Regions from separate parts of the Mus musculus genome. Here regions 2, 3, 4, 5, 6 and 7 are each linked to region 1. A link is a contact called in public HiChIP or PLAC-seq, Micro-C and promoter capture Hi-C data. All regions are on one chromosome and are shown on one strand. The core of a region is the stretch at or near the end of the contact, and the rest is flanking DNA. Distances in the headings are between cores, read along the strand shown. Region 1 holds the start of Zfp64 (zinc finger protein 64). Region 2 holds the start of Adnp (activity-dependent neuroprotective protein). Region 3 holds the start of Mocs3 (molybdenum cofactor synthesis 3). Region 4 holds the start of Tshz2 (teashirt zinc finger family member 2). Region 5 has its middle 24 kb from the start of Kcng1. Region 6 holds the start of Kcng1 (potassium voltage-gated channel, subfamily G, member 1). Region 7 overlaps Tshz2 (teashirt zinc finger family member 2).

Region 1 (2,700 bases), core at 95-2,594:
CCTTAGGATCCTTATAGATAAATTCTCTGATGTGGGGACTGATTTCCCATTCCAGAGTAAGTCATCTGGTGGGGTCGTCCCTCTTTAAAACACAACCCGAAGTCCACAGCACTGGAAGACACTGAGACACATGGGGTGGGTGGGGACTGGGTTTAGAGTTCAGAGGACACTCAGGCAAGTTTGGGGAGCCAATGGCTATAATATCTGCAGTTAGCAAAGTGACTCAGGTGTTTGCGAACCTTGTCCACAGCTTTTCAAACATCTGAGGCTCCAGGCACAAGGAAAGACCTGGGATTCCGGCCCCACCCTCCCTCGGAGACCTGCAGGGGATGGACCAAGCAGCCTGTTTTGAACACATGCGCTCCAGGTGGCCGGTCCACGGTTCAGTCCGTGGCCCGTACTTTGGGGAACAAAGGCACATGGAGATAGCAATAGCTTATAGGATGTCAGGAAAATAGCAGAACCTCAAACTCACTGCAAGTCACCCCCAGCCAGGTCTTTCACACCCATATCATCCCCTACCCTGAGTGCCAGGATGGCTCTGCAAACCTGTCCGCGAGCCCCTCAGGGATGCTCCAACCTGAGCCACTGAAGCAGAAGTTTCCCTACCAGTTGGCCTGGATCACCCCACTTTCTCCTCTCCTCTGCGCCCCAAACTCCACCCGGCGGGGCAGGGGAGGTGGTGACAGTCTCCTCGCCGCGTGGCCTCCCCTGGTCTTGCCTCCCCTGGGGTACTGCAAGAGTTCCAGGCGGCTCCCGACCTGACACGCCGACTGGGCTGGCGGGGACAGGCATGCAAGGTGCGCCGTCACCCCGATCCCGGGGCCTGCTGGCTCTGTCCGGGCCAGGCCCCAGCTGCGTCTGTTCAGTACTTACTTTGCATCGATCCAGAAAAGGTGTCTCCTTCCACGCTCGCGTTCATGGCCCCAGACCTTGGGGCGCCGCTCCCGGAGCCCCACGGCTCGCTCTACATTATGCAAAGACTTTTCTCCTGCATATTTCCCGCACCAGCCAGTCTTCTCCCAACTCTGTGAGGCGGGGACGGATGTACAACCAGCGCCACTTCCGCTGCCTAGAGGGCGCTGGCCCCTTGCACCCAGCCCGACTCCCAGGCGGTGCTCTCCCGAGGAACCGGGAAAGGTCGTGGAGTCTAAGACCCGAGTACACCGATCCCTCCACCCTATCCCAGGCATGCCAGGGACTCTGTGGTCGCCTTGCGCCTTTGCATCTTGCCCTCCTGGAGACGCTCATTCCTTCGCAGATGCCAGGAGGATGCGCTGCCGGCCTGGGAGAGTGGAGCCCCAAATCCCGGGGTGCTCCCCTAGGGCAGATCCGGCAGCGTAACACCGGGGCGGGGCCTTTGCCCTGCTGCTGGGTTGAGCCGGTGAGATGGCTCAGCAGGGGTAGGGCACACGTCACCAAGCCTGGTTTCCTGCCAGCCAGCTCACATGGTGGAAACAGACTCAAGCATCTGCATGTACAATATAAGTAACTTAAAAAAAAAAAAAAAAGAGATTAGTGTGTAGTAGATGGGAGAATTCATTGGGGCTCTGCTCCACGGGGGCTTCAGTATTTCACGCAGCATGGAGGGTTTGTTAGAATTGCTTGGGGATGGTGAACTGGAAAGAAGGCATAGTGGCTAAGAGTCTGTGCTGCTCTTGCAACGAATCCCAGCGCCCACATTAGGTGACTCACAACTATTTGCAACTCTTCCCCGAGAATCCTGCACTGAAGAACTGACCTTAGCTCTAACCTTGAGCTTACCCAGAAGGTTCCACAGCCCCTTTTTATTTCCTGTTATGATCTAAGCCACAAAGTCACTCCAAGGGTCAGACTCTGAGAGGTTTATTGGGGAGGGGCTTAGAGTGGCTGCCTCTGGGAAGGGTGGAGGTGAGCAAGGGCGTTGATCAAAAAGAGGCGGGAAGAAAGTCCGCCTTTTAGGGACTATAGCACATGCGCAGGGGAGGAATGTGGCTCAACTTGGCTCCTACTGATGACGTAATTGCCGTCTCAGGGTCCCTGGGTAGGTTGTGGAAGATGTCTAGTAACTACCATCCCTCCCTTTCGTTCAATATAAAAGAGGAGGAACTAAGAAGGGGTGATGTTGAGGCCGGAGAGCAATTTGGACTATTTCCTGTTGTCCGGGGTTGTCGCATGTTCGGGCATTGCTGATCCTCACCATCAGGGCACACTCCGTAACCATGAGACTCAGGCTTTGTGGCTAGCAGCCCGTAGTCCCGTAACAGTAAATTAGTTGTTTGATTAGAGAGTTTTTTGAGTTTGTTGTTGAAGAAATGCCAGAGGAGAAGAAATTGATAAAAGAGGGTTCGATGACAGCCAGGAGGGGCAAGATTTGAACTGCCCTTTCATCATGTCTGGCAGCTATTGCGTGCAACAGGAATTGGTAAGAGCTCTTCTCCGTGTGTCACCCCCAACTTGGGGAAGAGAAATATTAGCATGCAAACTCCTGACCAACTAGGGTGGTAGGCCAGAGTGCCACAAAGAATCGAGGGGATATGAACGGGCAGGCACTGGGGCTGAGATGAGGTAGCAAGGTTACGGTTTTGTTGCAGTCTAGGGAACGTGTCCCAGGTGCCATAAGACAGTTTGTCACACCAAAGAGGATGATATGAAAAAAGGGAGTCAGAGTGACCCCAGGCTCAGTGAATTTGGTGAATGGGGAGGGAGGGTTATTTGACA
Region 2 (2,700 bases), core at 193-2,692, 750 kb before region 1:
GTTCAAGATACAGGCACAAGAAGCATCAGGGATGGGAACTGGGCGTTTGGGGCTGGACAGCATTAAAATGGCTAACACAGGAAACAGTTTGGTTCTTTTTCCCTCCTAAGCCTTTGTCTGTGAAATGGGGTTATGACAAGAACTGTCCAGAGGACCTGGTGACTGGAAGAACACTGAGAAGACACTTGGGGTGTGTGGCAGGGAGTGAGACTAAAATGAGTATTAGACTTCTTGGAGAGAAGAAGAGAAGCAATCGCGCCTTTTCTAGCAGACAGGCATCCAGGTTGGGGGTAGGGTGGGGAAGGGAGGAGAAGGACAGGCAGCTCAGAGGAAAGAAGAGGCGAATAAGAGGGTGCTCAAAGAACTACTCCCCATTCATTGCATTCGAAAAAAATTCTTTCCGCGGCTTTCTGGATTTCCATTTTCTGACTGCAAAGTTGATCAGAAAGCTCTAAAGAGGGAGTGCTGACCAGGTAGCCCAGATTGAAAGCAGGGCCGGTGAGGGGCTGTGGTGGTTAGGATGGGAGGGAAACTGGCATGTTGTTGGGGAGGCAAAGACTTTCACCCTCTGCCATGCACGCTCCCCGCCCCCCAGGCCTTTCCCCCCTTTCCAAGCCTAGGGTGGGCAGACCTGGCAGAAGGCTGGTTCCGGGGACTGGGGGAGGGCGGGAGGGGATTAGTTCTGAGGACGAGAGAGCGAGCGGGGTTCGGCTGGGGGCGGGGTGGGTGCGGGAAGATGCCACTAGCCGCAAAAGCCCATGGTGGCCGGCCGGCAGCCCCGCGGGGCGGAGAAGGGGATCGGGCTGCAGGAGGGCTGCGGCCGACTGGGGTTCGAGGCGGTGTGTGCACGCCGAGCACAATGACCGCGCCCGGGATCGGCGGCGGGCAGGGCCGCGGGGCTTACCTTGGCTCGGCCTCGAGGCGTGCGCGGGGCCGGCGTGCTCTAGAGCACGGCGGCGGGTGGACGGCGGCACGGCGATGGCGGCGAGGACGCGCCCGGGGCCTCGTCGCGCTCGGGCTCCGGCTCGAGCCGCGGCCGCGGCTGCTGCCGGGGGGCGCGGCGGGCGCAGCAGAGCGGCGGGCGGCGGCGCGGGCAGTGCAGACAAAGGAGGGGCGGAGGGCGGCGGAGGGCGTGGGGCCGCGGCTTCACCGTCGCGGGCGGGCAGGCGGGCGGCGACGGCCGCGCGGCTCCTCGGCGGCGGAGACCGAGAGAGGGAGCTGTGGCTGAGGCGACGCCAAATCCCCCCCGAGCGAGCGCGGCTGGAGGGGGAGGGGGCCAAGATGGCGGCGGGCGGGCGCTCAGCTCATGGGTCCCGGCGGCGGCGGGTAGACCGGACGGGTGGCGGCGGCGGCGGCGGGCGGGGGAGGGGGCTGGTCCCGCGTCTCCCCTCAGCAGACAATACAAGCGCCTCAGAGCAAGTCCCCGAACCTGCCCTAGCCAAAATGGCGGCCGAGAAAGAGCGGAAGTGACGTAAGCGACTCATTAGCATAAGAGGACTCATTGTCCAGCTGGGGGGGGGCGGGGGCCATGGACCCCCTACTCGGCGACCCCCCCCCAAGGGAGAGCTCTTCGGTCCTCGGCTGCGGCGACACCCACTTTCCTTATGGCAGGGTGGCCCCAGCCCCCCCCAGCCTCTCCTGGGTGAGATTATATAATCCCCACTGAGGGGAGCTCTCGCGAGAACGTGGAGGCTTTGCCATTGCCCCACTAGGAGGCGCCGTGGATAATGGCCGCACTGCGCTCCTGGGTGCCTTCCTCTGACCGCAGCGCCGCCGGCGGAGGCAGAAGTAGCGGGCCGCAGCACGCCTCGACAGTCAGTCAGGTGGCTGCACTGGGGATCCCTGCGCGGGCCCATCTGGGCCTGAACTACATCTGGCAGGAGGGCGCCTGGGGCTGCCCAAGGCCCACGTGCTCAGAGTCAGCTCTCCCAAGCTGGAGGCAAAGCCAAGGGTTGAGCCTGCTGCCTCCTGCCTTTAATGAGGTGTGATGCCCTCGTGTTCCTCCCATTTTTTGAGATGACACAGCTCTGAGGCCATGTCAGCTCTTCTAGTGAACTGGTATGGGATAGACAGGGACTCAGCTTTTCACTTCTGCTGTTCCTTGGACTCAAGTCATTCCTTCAAGTCATCAGATGGCCACTTACCATTGACTCAAGGAAAAAAAAAGTGGGATTTGTAGAGTTGAGGCCATTGGATTGTCAATGGCTAAGGATGAAAACGGTCTGGCACTCACCCACAATTCTGGTATGTGACAGCACCTGCACTGTTGGCTTTGTAACTTTGGATCATCCCCAACCAACATACCATGTCAACATCAACAGCCTCGGTCCACTTTAAAGGAACAGTAGTTACCCTACCGTAGATAAGGATGGCTAAAAGCTCTACAAAGTAGCAAGTGCAGTTGTGAAGGATTGGCCACCCCTCCCCCAACATGAGGTCTCTACAAAGTTGCAAATTTTGAAAGAATCAGACTATATATACAGACAGCTCAGTGTCTAAGGGTTTGGTTGGGAAGTTGAACAAACTTCCACCTAACATTTATTTTTTGCAATTATTAGAACATATATTTAAACCCCTAATCAATAGCTCAACAATGTAAAACAAGGAATAGAAACTATTTAAAAGGAGGTGGGGCTGAGGCTAAGGCCTTTCATCAAGGAGTAGAGATGGGGAAGCACACAATGCAGAAGACAGGCAGGC
Region 3 (2,700 bases), core at 2-2,501, 720 kb before region 1:
AGCAAAAGCCAACCAACAAACAAAAAGCTCTGGAAACAATCTGTGTTCTTCTGACGCACTGTCTAAAACAGCGCACTGCTACGCCATCCTACTCCTGCAAAATCCCGTTCTGTAGGTTGACAGTAAAAGATCGCCCATGATCATCACAGCATGACACTCATCTGGCCGTAAAGTACTGACTCCGTCCTGCCACTGCCATCAGGAGGCATTTTATTTACTGTTTAGTTCGGAGACCTTTTTTTTTTTTTCTTAAATGCGTAACACTTTCACTATCAAAATTCTTGTTCCTAAGAGCTAGGGCTCTGCCTAACAAAGCGAAAGGCCCCGTGTTTTTCAAAACAACACACAAATAAGCCCGGGTTCCTAATCAAACTCGGCGAAGATGCTCGCTCCCTGCCAGCTCATCAGCAGTTCTCTGACAGCGCAAACAACAAGCTTACGTAAGCGCTCGGCCCCAAGGCGATGGGGAGAACGCTGGCTCGGGACTCCCGGCTCCGGCGGCGGATCCTGACCGCCCAGAGGTATGAGGTCATACCTCCTCGCCCCGAAGTCAAAAAGAAGTTAAGTTAGCCCTTTAGAGAGAACAGGCCGGGGACGCAGGCCAGCGCGATCTGTCAACAGATAGACACCGGACTCGCTAGAGACCTGAGCAGGAAGGAGAAAGACGCGGGGCTGTGCTCCTCGGTTCTCCCCGCTGGGGAAAGCCGCGAGCAGGCTCGGGAGGGAGCGGAGACCGGGCCTCCGGGGGTCTCCTCGCGCAGCCAACCGCCGACCTGCAGCCCGCGGCCGGCTCCCGGCCCCCGCGCGAGAAGCCCCTTCTACCTCTCGGAGAAGCTCTTCACCAGCAGCCACACGATGAGCGGCAGGTTCTCCCGTTCGTTGTAGGTGGGCAACAGCACCGAGTACTTGTCCTGTCGCGAGGAGCGGCCCTGCGGCGGCCGCGGAGACGCAGCAAGACTGCGACTCGCCCCCGTGGAAGCCATGACGGCTCTGCGAGAGGCGCCGGAAGCGGACTTACGTCATCCGACACGGGCCGTACCAAATCTCGGAGCATGGGGGAGGCTCGGCGCTCCGACGTCCCAGTGTGGTCCCCGGGAAACTTCCAGATATGGTGACCGTTTCAAGCCAATCGTGACGGCTTCCCCGGATAAAAACCCATTCGTTTCACTTTCAAGGGCCAGGAAGCGTCTTCGTTTTCCAGTCGCTAAGAGACAGGCAACCGGAAACGGAAGTCCCTTCCCGGCTCTTTCCGGAAGAGGCTGTCATGGCTGCCCCGGAGGACGTAGCTGCCTTACAGGCTGAAATCACCCGGCGGGAGGAAGAGCTAGCTTCGCTCAAGCGGAGGCTGGCCGCGGCCCTGACAGCCGAGCCGGAGCCCGAGCGTCCGCTCCGGGTCCCGCCGCCGCCGCTGGCGCCCCGGGCCGCGCTGTCGCGGGACGAGATCCTCCGCTACAGCCGCCAGCTACTGCTGCCGGAGCTGGGCGTGCGCGGGCAGCTGCGCCTGGCGGCGGCGGCGGTGCTCGTGGTGGGCTGCGGCGGGCTGGGCTGCCCGCTGGCGCAGTACCTGGCGGCGGCCGGCGTAGGCAGGCTGGGGCTGGTGGACCACGACGTGGTGGAGACGAGCAACCTGGCCCGCCAGGTCCTGCACGGGGAGGCGCAGGCCGGCGAGAGCAAGGCTCGCTCGGCGGCCGCGGCGCTGCGCCGTCTCAACTCGGCGGTGGAGTGCGTGGCGTACCCGCGCGCGCTCGCCGAGGACTGGGCGCTCGACCTGGTCCGCGGCTACGACGTGGTGGCAGACTGCTGCGACAACGTGCCCACGCGCTACCTGGTGAACGACGCGTGCGTGCTGGCCGGCCGGCCGCTAGTGTCGGCCAGCGCGCTGCGCTTCGAGGGCCAGATGACCGTCTACCACCACGACGGCGGGCCGTGCTACCGCTGCGTGTTCCCGCGGCCGCCCCCGCCGGAGACAGTGACCAACTGTGCAGACGGCGGCGTGCTCGGAGCGGTGCCCGGCGTGCTAGGCTGCGCGCAGGCCCTCGAGGTGCTCAAGATCGCCGCCGGCCTCGGCTCCTCCTACAGCGGCAGCATGCTGCTCTTCGACGGCCTCGGGGGCCACTTCCGCCGGATCCGGCTGCGGCGCCGCCGGCCTGACTGCGTCGTGTGCGGGCAGCAGCCCACCGTGACCCGCCTGCAGGACTACGAGGCCTTCTGCGGCTCCTCGGCCACCGACAAGTGCCGCGCCCTGAAGCTGCTGTGCCCCGAGGAGCGGATTTCTGTGACCGACTACAAGCGGCTTCTGGATTCCGGGGCGCCCCATGTGTTGCTGGACGTCCGGCCTCAAGTAGAGGTGGACATCTGTCGCCTGCCGCACTCTCTCCACATCCCTTTGAGTCAGTTGGAACGCAGGGATGCGGACAGCCTGAAACTCTTAGGGGCTGCCCTCCGGAAAGGGAAGCAGGAGTCGCAGGAAGGGGTTGCTCTCCCGGTGTATGTGATTTGCAAACTGGGAAACGACTCCCAGAAAGCTGTGAAGGTCCTGCAGTCCTTAACGGCAGTGCCGGAGTTAGACTCTTTAACTGTTCAGGACATCGTGGGGGGACTCATGGCCTGGGCCGCCAAAATTGATGGGACATTTCCACAGTACTGAGAGGACAGCATGTGATTCGTGTGGATGACGGTTGTGATACCTGAAGAATCTAT
Region 4 (2,794 bases), core at 254-2,753, 680 kb after region 1:
TCAAAAAGGCCTCTGTGGGCTTGGAGGGCTACGAACCAGGAGCTTCTACTGTTACACCAAGGGCCACCCTCGCAAGAGTCTCCTTGTCACCCAACTTCCTCCTTCTCCAAGGTTAGAACCTATCTGTGACTTGCCCCAGGCAGCCCCACTTGGTAAACATCCTTCCTTCTTCATACTCCAGATTCATGACAGTCTGTGTCTCAGGCCTATCAGCCCAGCTACTCAGGAGCCTGAGACCAGAAGATCCCAAGTTTGAAGACCTATCTAAGAATGAGTTCAAGGTCAGCCTGAATAACTTAGCAAGACCTCTGTCTCAACATTTAAGAAAAAAATGAAGAGGATCAGAAACATAGTTTAGTGATAGACTGCCTGCCCAGCATGTATGATGCCTTGCCTACCCAGCATGTATGATGCCTTGCCTACCCAGCATGCATTATGCCTTGCCTACCCAGCATGCATTGTGCCTTGCCTGTCCAGCATGTATGATGTCTTGCCTGCCCAGTATGTACGGTGCCCTGAGTTCAATGCCCAGTATCAGGTTCATTAGGCTCCTAGCTCTACCTCCTTCCGCTGCCTTCCCACTTGTCATTGACTTTCTACCCAACTGGAAGGAAGGAAAGCGTCTTCAGGACAGGGTCATCCTGTTCACACGTGCTGAAAGGTACCTACCTCCCCGTGTGCAGTGGTACCCAGGGAGACCGGGTTCAGCTACAATAGACTCTCCAGAATGGACTCCTCTTTCAGCCCCAAAACAACACTCAGTTTTAACCAATCCGGGCCACTCTGAAGTTGTACTCCCAGCATGCCCTGCTTCCTCTTCATTTATTGCACTATTGGGGGTGGAGCTCTATGTTTTCTGTTTGGCACCATTGGGAGATAGAATACGATAAACGAGGGCACAACTCCCTAAGAACTTATACTCTAGTGAGATCTGAGGCAATTACCCAAAGAGCGAGCTGTGCACAGCATCCACCTTCCTTGATGAGCCCAGCGGAGAAAGCAAATAGAGAAAGGTGGACATCAAATTTTCAGCAAGGTAGACCTCTGGGAAGTGACTGAACACCACCAGGGGGCAAGTTGTTTCAGATGTTGTTCCTCTCACCCTTGATAACAGCCACAATCTGGACTTCCCCACTCTCTGTCACTGTGGTGACTGTATAACAGGTGCACCATAGGTGCTCAATAAATATCAGCATTGGAAGGAAACACAATGAAGGTTATGTAATTAGTCTGCCCAGGAAGCAGAAGTTTAAAAAAAAATCCCAATACTCCAAGAAGGTGGAAGTTAAAGCAATGTGAACTTACATAGTGAGAGGAGGTTATTTGCTGGAGAACAGGTTGAGACTGGATATAGTCCCATCCCCCTAATCTGTCTCCCAAGCAAACCTAGATTGTCCCCTTCTAATCTCCAACTCTAACTGTCTCCAACTCTGCCAGAGCCCCGCCCCCTTCCTTCCCACTCCCCCTTTTCTTCCTCTTGGAGGGGCATCTAGACAGGCGGACACTCCACTGCCCCAGTGAGGAGGAGGTGGGTGCCTCCAGGGCTGCAGCCAAGCCGGCTGGGTCCTCTTTCTCCAGCTCCTCTCCCAGGCGGGACACTGTCCCTTTAATAGACTCCCTCTGCCTGGCGCTCTGCGGCTGGGGAGTAAATTTCTCCCTGTCATCAGGTCGCAGGGAGAAGAGGAGGAGTTTGTTAATGTTCAGTTTGTTCAGCCGGGATCGATGTTTGCTGGCATCGCCTCGCCCTGTCTTGTGTGTGTGTGAGTGTGTGTGTGTGTGTGTGTGTGTGTGTGTGTGTGTGTGTGTGTGTGTGTAAGAGAGAGCATATGTGGGGAGTGTGAGTGTAAGTGTGTGTGTGTGTGTGTGTGTGTGTGTAAGCGAGAGTGCTTGTGTGTGAGAGCGAGCGTGCGTGTGCGTATGTGTGGTGTGTGTGTGTGTGTGTGTGTGTGTGTGTGTGTGTGTGTGTGTGTGTGTGTGAGTGAATTCCAGATTTTCTGTCTTTCCCAAACCCGCTCCTGTCCTCTCGCATATCACTCACAGACGGGGATCTGACAGCAACAACAAACCTACAGTGAGTGATCTCTCCCCAGCGCGAATCCGCCATCAAGATCAGGGAAGAGGAGGAGGAGGAAGAAGAGGAAGAGGAGGAGGAAGAGGAGGAGGAGGAGGAGGAGAAGGAGGAGAAGGAGAAGGAGGAGAAGGAGGAGGTGGTAAAGGAAGAGGAGGTGGAGGAAGAGGAGGAAGAAGAGGAGGAGGGAAAGAGAAGGAAGAAGAAAAAGAAGAAATCCACTGTCTTCCCGGGATTGTTTCCCCCCTTATCTTTAAGCGCGAGTGTGCGCGTGGCGCGTGTGCGCCCCTCATCCCTGCCATCTGAACCCCGTCTTGGATGTTTAATAAAGAAATCAAGTGTCTCACCAGTCACCAAAAAAACAGCAAAAAGCAAAACCAAAAAAAGAAAAAAATCCAAAAGCAAAACAAAAAGAGAGGGGGAAAAAAAACCAAACAAACAAACAAGGCAGAACCAACCTCCACTTGCAAGCAGCAGGCGCGAGCCACATATCTGCCACCCAGAGAGGGGGTCTCCGGCCCCGCGCTGGAGCGCTGGCAGGGGGATCTTCAGGGGGACAGAGGCCGAGTGACGTCCTAGGAGCCACAGAAAGACGAGCGAGACTGCGGCCCCCGCGCGCGGCTCGGGGCTGGGGCGCCAGAAGTGAGACTGGAGCTAAGTAGAGCGATGCCAAGGAGGAAACAGCAGGCACCCAAGCGGGCGGCAGGTAAGAGATGGCTCCGCTCC
Region 5 (2,768 bases), core at 88-2,587, 700 kb before region 1:
CCGCTGCTGTCTATTTTTCTGTGATACTAAAGCACTCCCTGGGAGCTCTGCAGGGGAGACCATCTGCGGAGGCCAGGGGGTGAAGGGCTGGCTACATCCCATGGGTCTCTGTCCCATAGAATGGCGTCCCCAGGTGCCTCGGCCACCACCCTTAGACTGCTGAAGTGAGGTGCTTTGTACTCTCCCTCCCTTCATGGACAAACTTCAGCCTCTGATCAGCTGGGCTTGCCACCAGGGAGGGTGGCCTTTCCTGGGCCCAGTGTGTTGGGACAGGAGGAGCTGCACCTGTCCTCAGGAACTATTTTCCTACCCCCTTCCCCCCTCCCCGCTCCTCCAACCCCCCCCCCTTAAAGAAAGGCTAGTTGGTGGCTTTATGTCTATTTCAAGCCAAGCCTGAATATTTGCCAGGCCATTTAGATAAACACCATATTTTTGTTTGTTTGTTTGTTTCTGAAAAGCAAGTTAGAAACTTCGGGGAGCTGTTTTATGGTTGGGCCACCAATCCCACGGCACCTGTTTATCCACTTGGTTGGACACAAAAGACAGTTGGTGGACATTGACCCTCACAGGATGGAATTTGTTTCCAAGTAGAATCCCAGGGGGCCCTGGGGGAGGCTGTGAACACAGGTATGCAGGAGCTACAGCTGGGCCAGTGTGGGCCTGGCTCGGGCCCAGACAGGGTGCTCTGGGAAGCTTCTTGGCTTCCAGAGGTGAAGCATCAAGGGTGACAGAAAGGTCACAAATAAATAACTGTGTAATATATCATTGGGTAAGGAGGTGTTTAAAATACAGATTTAAGCTGAGTCTGGTCATGTAGGCCGGTATGGGATACTGGAGGCTGAGGCAGGGGGCTCACAAGTTCAAGGCCCACCTGGACTTCACGAGTCTCAAGACAAAAAGCAAAAAAAGGCTGGAAGGGAAGGAAGCTCGGGGTAGAGGAACTGTCCAGCATGGGCGAGCCCATGGGTTCTATGGCCAGTACCATCCATGAACTAAATAAACAAAGGCTTGACTTTTGCTGAAACATGTGGGGTCAGCATGTCACTTCACTGGAGAGTAGCATGCTCTTCCAGGGGAGGGGCACAGGGAGACAAGGGGGTGGGAGGGGTGAGGACAGGGAGGTCATATTGAGGGGAGGGGCTTTCCCTGTAGCTTCTGTGTGAGGTCCAGGTGAAGAAGAGCAAGCAGGCTTGGTCTCTGGGCCAGAGGGGCTCTGCTTAGTTGCGTGATACCTGGTTCTAATGCGCATGGCACGGGAACTGTGTGCTGGGGTGGCCACCTGACCCAGGAAGTGGTTGGGTGAGGACTCTGGAGATAGGCTTGAAAATGACAGTCTCTAGGGACTGAGACGCAGGAAGTAGCTACTGCTCTTGGTCTCTGGTGTCTAGAGGAGAGGTGGGCATAGCTGAGAAGGGGAAATTCTCAGGCAATGGTGGTGGAGGTGGGGTGGGAGTGGGGGGTATGGGCCTAACACAGGCAAGGGTGGGAGTGCCAGGCAGGATTGGCTCTGAGCAGATGTGAGAGAGATCTGACAGAGTTCCAGGGCTGTGGAACTGAGGGCAGGACCGAGAGGAAACAGGAAGACCAGAGAGGCAGAGCCTGTCACACTTCAGAGCTCCTGAGCAGAGGTGGCACCTAAGGAGAGGTGACACCTAAGGAGAGATGGCACCTAAGGAGAGATGGCACCTAAGGAGAGGTGACACCTGAGGAGAGGTGACACCTGAGGAGAGGTGAGAGAAGGTAGTGGGAGATGAGGCAGCATGGAGAGGGCTGCTGGGAGGAGCCAGGGGCCAGGCCCCAATGCCTGCAAAGATCAGAAACTGGCTTCTGAGGTGGCCTAGCAACATGTCTGCCCTGGGCTCTCTCCAAGGCTGGCGGAATGATCCTTACCTCTGGGCATTTATTTAGGCTGGCCCTTCTTTCTGCTCTCTCTACTTAGCATCATTTCCTATGTGGGTCCTCCTCTGAACAGACATTTTAAAATGTCTTTTGAGGGACGGTGGTAATGCATGTCTTTAATCCCAGCACTCGGGAGGCAGAGGCAGGCAGATCTCTGTGAGTTCAAGGCCTCCCTGGTCTACAGAGTGAGTTCCAGGACAGCCAGGACCACACAGAGAAACCCTGTCTCAACAAAACATAACAAAACACCCATACAAGCCGGGCGTGGTGGCGCACGCCTTTAATCCCAGCACTCGGGAGGCAGAGGCAGGCGGATTTCTGAGTTTGAGGCCAGCCTGGTCTACAAAGTGAGCTCCAGGACAGCCAGGGCTATACAGAGAAACCCTGTCTCGAAAAACCAAAAAAAAAAAAAAAACACCCATACAAAATTATAAATAAATAAAATACTTTTAGAGATTTTAAGGCTAAAAGCCCGGGTCTCCGAAATGTCATGTCTCTGAGACTATTCCCAACCCTCACTGCACTTCTTACTTTGAGACAGAATCTCACCAAGGTGCCCAGGTTGGCTTTGAAGTCCCTCTGGGGCTCATCTGGGCATTGGATTTATAATCCTTCTGTTTCTGTCTCTAGAGTAGCTGGGGTTATAGATGTCACCTGCCTACACATAAGTGACTGTGTTCTGCCTCCCCTGACCCTGTCACCAACATCAGTTTCTTTCCTGTCAAATTGGCATATCCACCATCTCTCTTCCTGTCACCGGGTGGCCCTTGGTCCCCGAGGGTTGGGCTGCTGTGAGGGGTTGCTGATGGCCCCTGATCCTTCTCAAGGGATAAGGATGGATGCCGTGCCCACAGCTGAGATGTTCACAG
Region 6 (2,830 bases), core at 303-2,802, 670 kb before region 1:
TAATCTCCAGGAGTACCACTTAACCTGGTGATGTGTTTATTGATGAGACACCAGGCAGTGACTCTGAGTACCGTCATAGGTGTGTGTGTGTGTGTGTGTGTGTGTGTGTGTGTGTGCACGTTGGTGGAGGGTTGGGGGTGTCAAACAAACCCCAGCGAATATCTACCTAGATTTATAGTCTGGCAGGCCCTCCTTTCTCCAGCGAATCAGACCAATCCCTGCCCCCTCCTCTCACCTTCCTGTGGACTTAGCTCAGATGTCACCGAGGAGGGGTGAGTATGCGTTTGCCTCCCACCTATTATCTACTTGGGGAACTCAGGTGTTTAGCACCCCTTAAGTACCTCTGCATTGCAAGTGTTTAACAAAATGTGTGCCAAAGTGACAGCTTGGCCTCTAAGCCCCATCACTAGGAGGAGGCTGTGCTCACCTAACATTAGATGAACCTTCTCAGCCCTCATCATCACTCCCAGCCCCCACTAAAGAGCTTTTAAAAGCCCACTTCTTCCTCTCCAGGGATCGGACCCCCCACCCACCCAGGAATGAACGCATTAAGCACCAACCTTAAATCTGCTATACACATATGCTGTAGCGCGGGCCACCCTGGCAGGCTGTGCCCTTCTGAGGCAGGGCCTGAGAGTCTCAACCTCCCCCCCGCCCCCCCATCGCCAGAGTCCATTGTCCTGTCGCCACCTCGGCCATTGTTCAATCCAGGCTTGTTGAATAAATGACTGGATGAACACTGAGTGTTTGGCATAGTGAGATGCCCACAGCAGGTGCTCAACCAATTTTTGTACAACCCAGAGAATGAACGAGTTCGTCTCTTTTCCATCCACACCCAAAAACTATGAGCAAAGCCGGGCCACTTATCCCGGGTACACTGAGGTTAAGGAGACCTCTAACTTTCTTACTAGATGCTAAGGCCCGCGACCACTGAATAGTCACTAGGGCCTTGCACACAGTAGGCGGTCCATAAGCCTTCACTGAGTTCGTAATTAATGAATGACTTAAATGAGTCCCGCTGGTGGGGATGCTGCCTTCCGTGCCTATTGACAGTGAAAGACTTCCCCGCATTCCAACTCCTCCCGTGGGACCCCAAAAACCCTGCACGCAAAGTCAGAGCGCACTACGCATTCCGGGGACCCCTGGAAAGGATCCGTGGCCGGACCAAACTGCGGCCGCGTGGGTGCATGCCGCATCGCCCGGGCGGCCTCTCCGGGGCTCCTAGGTATCCGCAGAGGGTACCGGGGCCGCGGCCACGTGCAGAGCCCGGAGCGCCGCTTGCAGGAGCAGGGTCCCGCCAGGCTGCAGCCCGCGAAGTTCCCACCTTAAGTTCCCGTCGCGGCGTCCCCGCCTAGGAGCTAGCCGGGCCGCAGCTCTGTCTCCCGGCGCAGCGATGCCGGGGTGAGGATGCGAGAGGGGGCAGCAAGCGGCACGTGGGACCCGCTTGGCCTGCCGGGGCTGCCCGCAAACTTTGGCCCCAGGGCCGCTGTCCTGCGCGCTGGACCCCTGACCGTCCCGCCTCCGCCTCCTGGTGCCCGCCGGGCTGCAAGTGCGCCGGCAACGCGGCGCGGCAGCAGCTGAGGGAGGTGGCCGGGCAGGAGGCGGGACGGAGGGAGGGGACTGCGCGCGGGGCGGGGAGAGGGGCGGGCGGGGGGCGGGAGGATGGAGCCACCGCGGGACCCGCCACTGCGATGCCACGCACCCTGACCCGACCCAGAGTCCAGGTCCTAGCGGAACGCAGTGCTGCACTCTCCCCATCCTGCCCATAACCATCTCCTCCCATAATCATCTCCTGCGCCCTGCAGGCCCCTGCCTTCCGGTGGCGACCTTTTAAGTCCCAGCGCTGCTCCTCCCAGGGCTCCTGGCCTGAGGCGCATCCACTTCTCCAGTTTTCTCAGTGGTCGTGGGACGCTCTTCCACCCTAGGCTCAGCGAGTACCAGGACCCGAGCCTCATTCCCCACGTGAGTCGCTATCGTGGGAACGCCACCGAACCAGTCTTCTGTCCTTAGGTCCAACCTCACGCTGAACTGTCACGGACACTGCAGATGTCACGTCGGGGGTGGGGTGGGGTGGCCGCATTTTATGTGTGGCAGTCCGGGAGCCCCACACGCTCTCCACCTTACCATACCAGCCATACATGTGCCTTCTCCATTGGCGGCCTTGGGCTTTTCCTGCCCCTGCGGTCCAGGGCCTGCGCCACCTTTGCAGTGTCACCAAAGCCAAAGAATGAGCGCTCTGGGCCCCAGAATGACTCCTATGCTGTAGTTCCTCACTGTCCCGGGTGGGTCCCGGTCTGGCAGTCTCTGGGTCCTGTACTCAGTCAACAGCCTGGAGAGGACAGGGTGGATTCTGGAGGCCTCTGAGTTGGCAGAAGTTGCAGCAGGATTTGGGATTAGGTGGGAAAGCTGTCTGAGAAGAGAGGGAGTAACCTGCTTGGGGAAATTGATTGGTACTGTCCTTTCTCCTCCATCAGGGAAGCAGGAGAGACTCAGGAACCAAGCTCAGCGAGTGTGCCTCCTATGCCTGGGGCTTCTTTAACGAGTTGCTTAGGCTTGGCCCCGGGGGATGTAAGCTTTGGGTTCACTCAGCACGTGGGTGGAGACAGATGGCAGAGTCAGAGAGTCAGCTGAGGACCTGTCCCAAGAACTCTCAAGCTTCTGCAGCGTCTACACCAGGAGAAAGGGGGGCGGGAAGTGCAAGTAGAAGGGGAGGTGGGGGAGGGGCTCTTCAGATGGAACAAAGTCGACTCCAGATCAGGGCCAGGAACTGAGAGGACCTCATCTTTGGGAGATTTGCAAAGAGATCCCACTAAGGGGCAAACAAAGGCTT
Region 7 (2,700 bases), core at 141-2,640, 770 kb after region 1:
TAGGGGTTTTTTTCTTAATGTTTTCTTTTCCTGTTACTTAACTACAGTGTGAGTCACTTTTAACAATGAAATTATTATCTCTTAAAAGGAAGAGGCTGATATGGGATGAACTAATGGATCCTTTTCAACAGTCCAGCCTGGGAAACTATTCTGAGAGATGAACAGAGTGATTCTTGCACACTATTAACTCCATCTGCCAAGTGGAAAACATCCCTCTGTTTTCAGTTTGGGGTCCAGGTTGATGGATGGGACTTTTCCATTGTGAAATATGCATGTTTAATTATCATTTCCACTGACCTCAGTGTTTGTACTCACAATATACATCAGCTGAATGCACAGGCTATTAATCACAAGGGTTCTGTTCAGGGTTTCTCTGGGCCAAGCTTTCATTGCATACTTTAGGATATCCAAAGTGTGGACACTACTGTGTCTGAGTTCCAAATTTCAAGAACGGACAAAAAGTGACAGGCATGGCTTTCCAGTTCCGGGTCTTACATGTCACTATGAGGGAGGTTACCTTCTGCTCAATGTCACCCCCCTGTGGGGCCCTCCTTGATGACTTTTGAAGTTAAATATATATTCCCTTGATTAAAATACTCTTTCCTTCTTTTAAGAATACTTTTAGTAATGTTTGTCTGTGTGTGGGGAAGGGGTGACATGCAAGCCAAAGCTTGTGTGCATGTGGAGGGCAGAAGATAGCTCGTGGGAGTCAGTTCCTTCCTTCTGCCATGTGGGTCCTGGGGTTCAAACTCGGGCCATCAGACTTGGCATCGAGCAAGCGCTTTACCTTCTGAGACAGATCATTTGCCTAGTGGCACACTCTTTGACTGAGAAGCTAAGTGTCTTTTTCCTCATTGCACACCTTTCGGTATTCAAATATACTTGAGACAGCACTGATGAAATGGAATCCTTGTATATCTTGAGCTTGTATATCTTGTATATCCTTGTATTTTGAGCTTCCCTGAAAGGGATGATCAAAACTCTGGCCTTTGTGTTGACCCAGGGCCTCAGTTTGTCCTTTTGGAGAGAACCATTCAGAATTCAAGTCAAAGAAAGTGGGTTTAGTGTTAGGTTGAAAAGAATCTGTGACAAATGCAACAGTAAAACAAGCCTGGAATTTTTAATACTTCTATTTATTGGAATAGGTATGGACTGGAGAGGCAGACAAAACTTACACAACAATGAACAAGGGAAAGGAAAACTGTGGTTGCTGTGTCTGAGTTCCAGGGACTCTTAATAAAGGCATATTCCGATTGGGAAGAAACAGAAGCCTATCTGCGCATACAAATGTAAATCACTTCTTTGAAACAAGGTCTTTAAACACCTCACCCCTCCTGGGCCAGGCATGCGGGTCACATGCTTCCTGTGTCTTCAGAGCTGGGCTCCACTTATTGGGAGCCACTGCAGGAGGGAGGACTTGTTTGAAACATGCTTGACTCCCCCATCAGAGCCCTAGCCCCTCCCTAGGTGTTTGGCCTCAAAGGTCAGTGTTTTTCCCAGTCCACCACAGCTGGTTTATGTCTGCTTTTGCCACCGGCGTTTCCACCAGGCGGAAAGCTTTGAAAAGGCTCCAGTCACATTTTGAAACTTCATGACAAAAAATTGAATGTCATCCAGAGACTAGTTTAGGATTTAAACATCGCTGTCAATCTAGGCTGTCACCACCACGAGATTTTTTACCCCGACGATAGATCACGGTGATGTGCTGGCCCTGACGGGTCTTGGACTGTTAAAACGATTGAGAACGGAATCTACTGGGCCATGCAAATAAATAAAAAGAGACAGGGAGTGTCAACCCTTGATGTGATTGCCTTCTTGGTTGTCAGGTCCTGGATGTTTCCAACCAGGCGTTTCCTGTTCTTTCCCGGTAACAGTCTGTGCAATGGGAAACAGAGGAAGTGGGACCTCCACTTCCTCACCAGTTTGAGGGTTGATAGTTTTGATCATTGAATGGCTAAAGGACAGACTAAAATGGAGACACCATTAGAACTGAAGTCAGATTCCAAAAATGTGTGTCTGTGGACAGAAAGAACAGGTCACAGACGCTGATTGCTGACATGAGCTGATCTAGGCAGGCAGAGAAGGAAGTACAAGGGCCAAGTGAGAGGAATCATGGAAGACGGGATGTAGAAACTTTAAGATGGAGGAACGTAGACATAGAAATGGTTGGATGTAAATGGGAAGGTGTGGTAGACATGTGAAGGGCTTGGATGGAACGGTCTAGGCACAGGAAGCAAGCCACCATGACTGACAAGAACTAAGCCACCCCTAAGTCAAGAAAAGATCAGAATGAAGATGTTAGTGGCAATGGAGTAAACGACCATCGCCACCAGCAAGGGGACTCATGGAGCACTCAGGATTGGAGATATTCAGTTTTCAGCCAGGGAGAACCCAGGAAGGACAAACAAAGACAAACTGGTTGGTTCTGTGGGTAGGATGTAGGCTCTTCCGGGACAGTGTGAGAAGGAGCTAGTGATGCACTTGATCAGTTAATAGCCCGGCACCAAAACAGGCAGATTCCCTGGTCACCTCTACAGGCAGGATCCTTGCTATCTATTCCATGACTTCACTCTCCTCATTTGTAGCGAGAGGTGCTTGCGCCAGATGGGTTTCCAAGGCAGTTCCCAATTTGGGAGAGAGTGGTTGGGGGCCCTGTGAGGAGGCACCCTGTTTTAGGAAGATTCATCTGGCCCTCTGGCA

What was found. Promoter capture Hi-C pulls out the DNA fragments that hold promoters and counts their contacts. HiChIP or PLAC-seq counts read pairs in DNA pulled down with a chosen protein or histone mark. A called contact is a pair of places that touch in the nucleus more often than the background predicts.
Region 2: an H3K4me3 HiChIP or PLAC-seq map of embryonic stem cells shows a contact between it and region 1, with 8 read pairs. The contact joins the promoter of Adnp here to the promoter of Zfp64 in region 1. A contact is called at or near these places in 2 of 39 promoter capture datasets (both in embryonic stem cells), 2 of 484 Hi-C or Micro-C datasets (both in embryonic stem cells) and 6 of 115 datasets of contacts at active chromatin or transcription factors (embryonic stem cells, large pre-B cells and pancreatic cancer cells).
Region 3: an H3K4me3 HiChIP or PLAC-seq map of embryonic stem cells shows a contact between it and region 1, with 10 read pairs. The contact joins the promoter of Mocs3 here to the promoter of Zfp64 in region 1. A contact is called at or near these places in 4 of 39 promoter capture datasets (the C10 cell line, embryonic stem cells, frontonasal cranial neural crest and 1 more), 3 of 484 Hi-C or Micro-C datasets (all in the G1E-ER4 cell line), 14 of 115 datasets of contacts at active chromatin or transcription factors (the 230-238 cell line, astrocytes, bone marrow-derived macrophages and 9 more) and 1 of 9 other capture datasets (embryonic stem cells).
Region 4: a contact with region 1 is called in a promoter capture Hi-C map of liver, with 4 times the contacts expected there. The contact joins the promoter of Tshz2 here to the promoter of Zfp64 in region 1. A contact is called at or near these places in 6 of 39 promoter capture datasets (the 3T3-L1 cell line, hippocampal neurons, liver and 2 more) and 6 of 115 datasets of contacts at active chromatin or transcription factors (embryonic basal ganglia, embryonic forebrain, embryonic midbrain and 3 more).
Region 5: a contact with region 1 is called in a CTCF HiChIP or PLAC-seq map of pro-B cells, with 9 times the contacts expected there. The contact joins the enhancer-like site here to the promoter of Zfp64 in region 1. A contact is called at or near these places in 1 of 39 promoter capture datasets (the 3T3-L1 cell line), 1 of 15 datasets of contacts at CTCF or cohesin (pro-B cells), 1 of 484 Hi-C or Micro-C datasets (the G1E-ER4 cell line), 9 of 115 datasets of contacts at active chromatin or transcription factors (the 230-238 cell line, astrocytes, bone marrow-derived macrophages and 6 more) and 1 of 9 other capture datasets (embryonic stem cells).
Region 6: an H3K4me3 HiChIP or PLAC-seq map of neural tube shows a contact between it and region 1, with 4 times the contacts expected there. The contact joins the promoter of Kcng1 here to the promoter of Zfp64 in region 1. A contact is called at or near these places in 1 of 39 promoter capture datasets (neural stem cells) and 3 of 115 datasets of contacts at active chromatin or transcription factors (embryonic limb bud, large pre-B cells and neural tube).
Region 7: a contact with region 1 is called in a Micro-C map of embryonic stem cells, with 4 times the contacts expected there. The contact joins the enhancer-like site here to the promoter of Zfp64 in region 1. A contact is called at or near these places in 3 of 39 promoter capture datasets (hippocampal neurons and liver), 1 of 484 Hi-C or Micro-C datasets (embryonic stem cells) and 3 of 115 datasets of contacts at active chromatin or transcription factors (cardiomyocytes, embryonic forebrain and neural tube).

The regions. Positions count from the first base shown.
Region 1 is chr2:168,954,243-168,956,942 of GRCm38.p6, forward strand. Zfp64 (zinc finger protein 64) reads right to left here and starts at 1,345. Exons shown (of 6, transcript NM_009564.2): 1 at 877-1,345. The coding sequence starts at 922. Gm39993 (a long non-coding RNA gene) reads left to right here and starts at 1,841. Exons shown (of 2, transcript XR_867023.3): 1 at 1,841-2,404.
Region 2 is chr2:168,205,670-168,208,369 of GRCm38.p6, forward strand. Adnp (activity-dependent neuroprotective protein) reads right to left here and starts at 1,443. Exons shown (of 4, transcript NM_009628.3): 1 at 905-1,443. All of the region lies in intron 9 of Gm20716 (predicted gene 20716), which reads right to left.
Region 3 is chr2:168,229,371-168,232,070 of GRCm38.p6, forward strand. Mocs3 (molybdenum cofactor synthesis 3) reads left to right here and starts at 1,252. Exons shown (of 1, transcript NM_001160330.1): 1 at 1,252-2,700. The coding sequence starts at 1,265. The coding sequence ends at 2,647. It overlaps Dpm1 (dolichol-phosphate (beta-D) mannosyltransferase 1), which reads right to left and starts at 1,009. Exons shown (of 9, transcript NM_010072.4): 1 at 823-1,009. The coding sequence starts at 983. It overlaps Gm20716 (predicted gene 20716), which reads right to left and starts at 1,009. Exons shown (of 12, transcript NR_132310.1): 1 at 823-1,009.
Region 4 is chr2:169,631,006-169,633,799 of GRCm38.p6, forward strand. It overlaps Tshz2 (teashirt zinc finger family member 2), which reads left to right and starts at 1,504. Exons shown (of 2, transcript NM_080455.3): 1 at 1,504-2,774. The coding sequence starts at 2,735.
Region 5 is chr2:168,256,089-168,258,856 of GRCm38.p6, forward strand. No RefSeq gene overlaps it. Among named protein-coding and RNA genes, the nearest start is that of Kcng1, 24 kb to the right of the region's middle. Within about 2 kb of position 1,338, at least 25 of the 459 cell types and tissues checked have an H3K27ac peak or open chromatin away from gene starts, as enhancers often do. A contact at or near this core is called in the 230-238 cell line and pro-B cells, where this site is marked.
Region 6 is chr2:168,279,554-168,282,383 of GRCm38.p6, forward strand. Kcng1 (potassium voltage-gated channel, subfamily G, member 1) reads right to left here and starts at 1,553. Exons shown (of 3, transcript NM_001081134.2): 1 at 1,325-1,553.
Region 7 is chr2:169,727,406-169,730,105 of GRCm38.p6, forward strand. All of the region lies in intron 1 of Tshz2 (teashirt zinc finger family member 2), which reads left to right. Among named protein-coding and RNA genes, the nearest start is that of Gm34344, 62 kb to the left of the region's middle. Within about 2 kb of position 1,391, at least 22 of the 459 cell types and tissues checked have an H3K27ac peak or open chromatin away from gene starts, as enhancers often do. A contact at or near this core is called in embryonic stem cells, where this site is marked.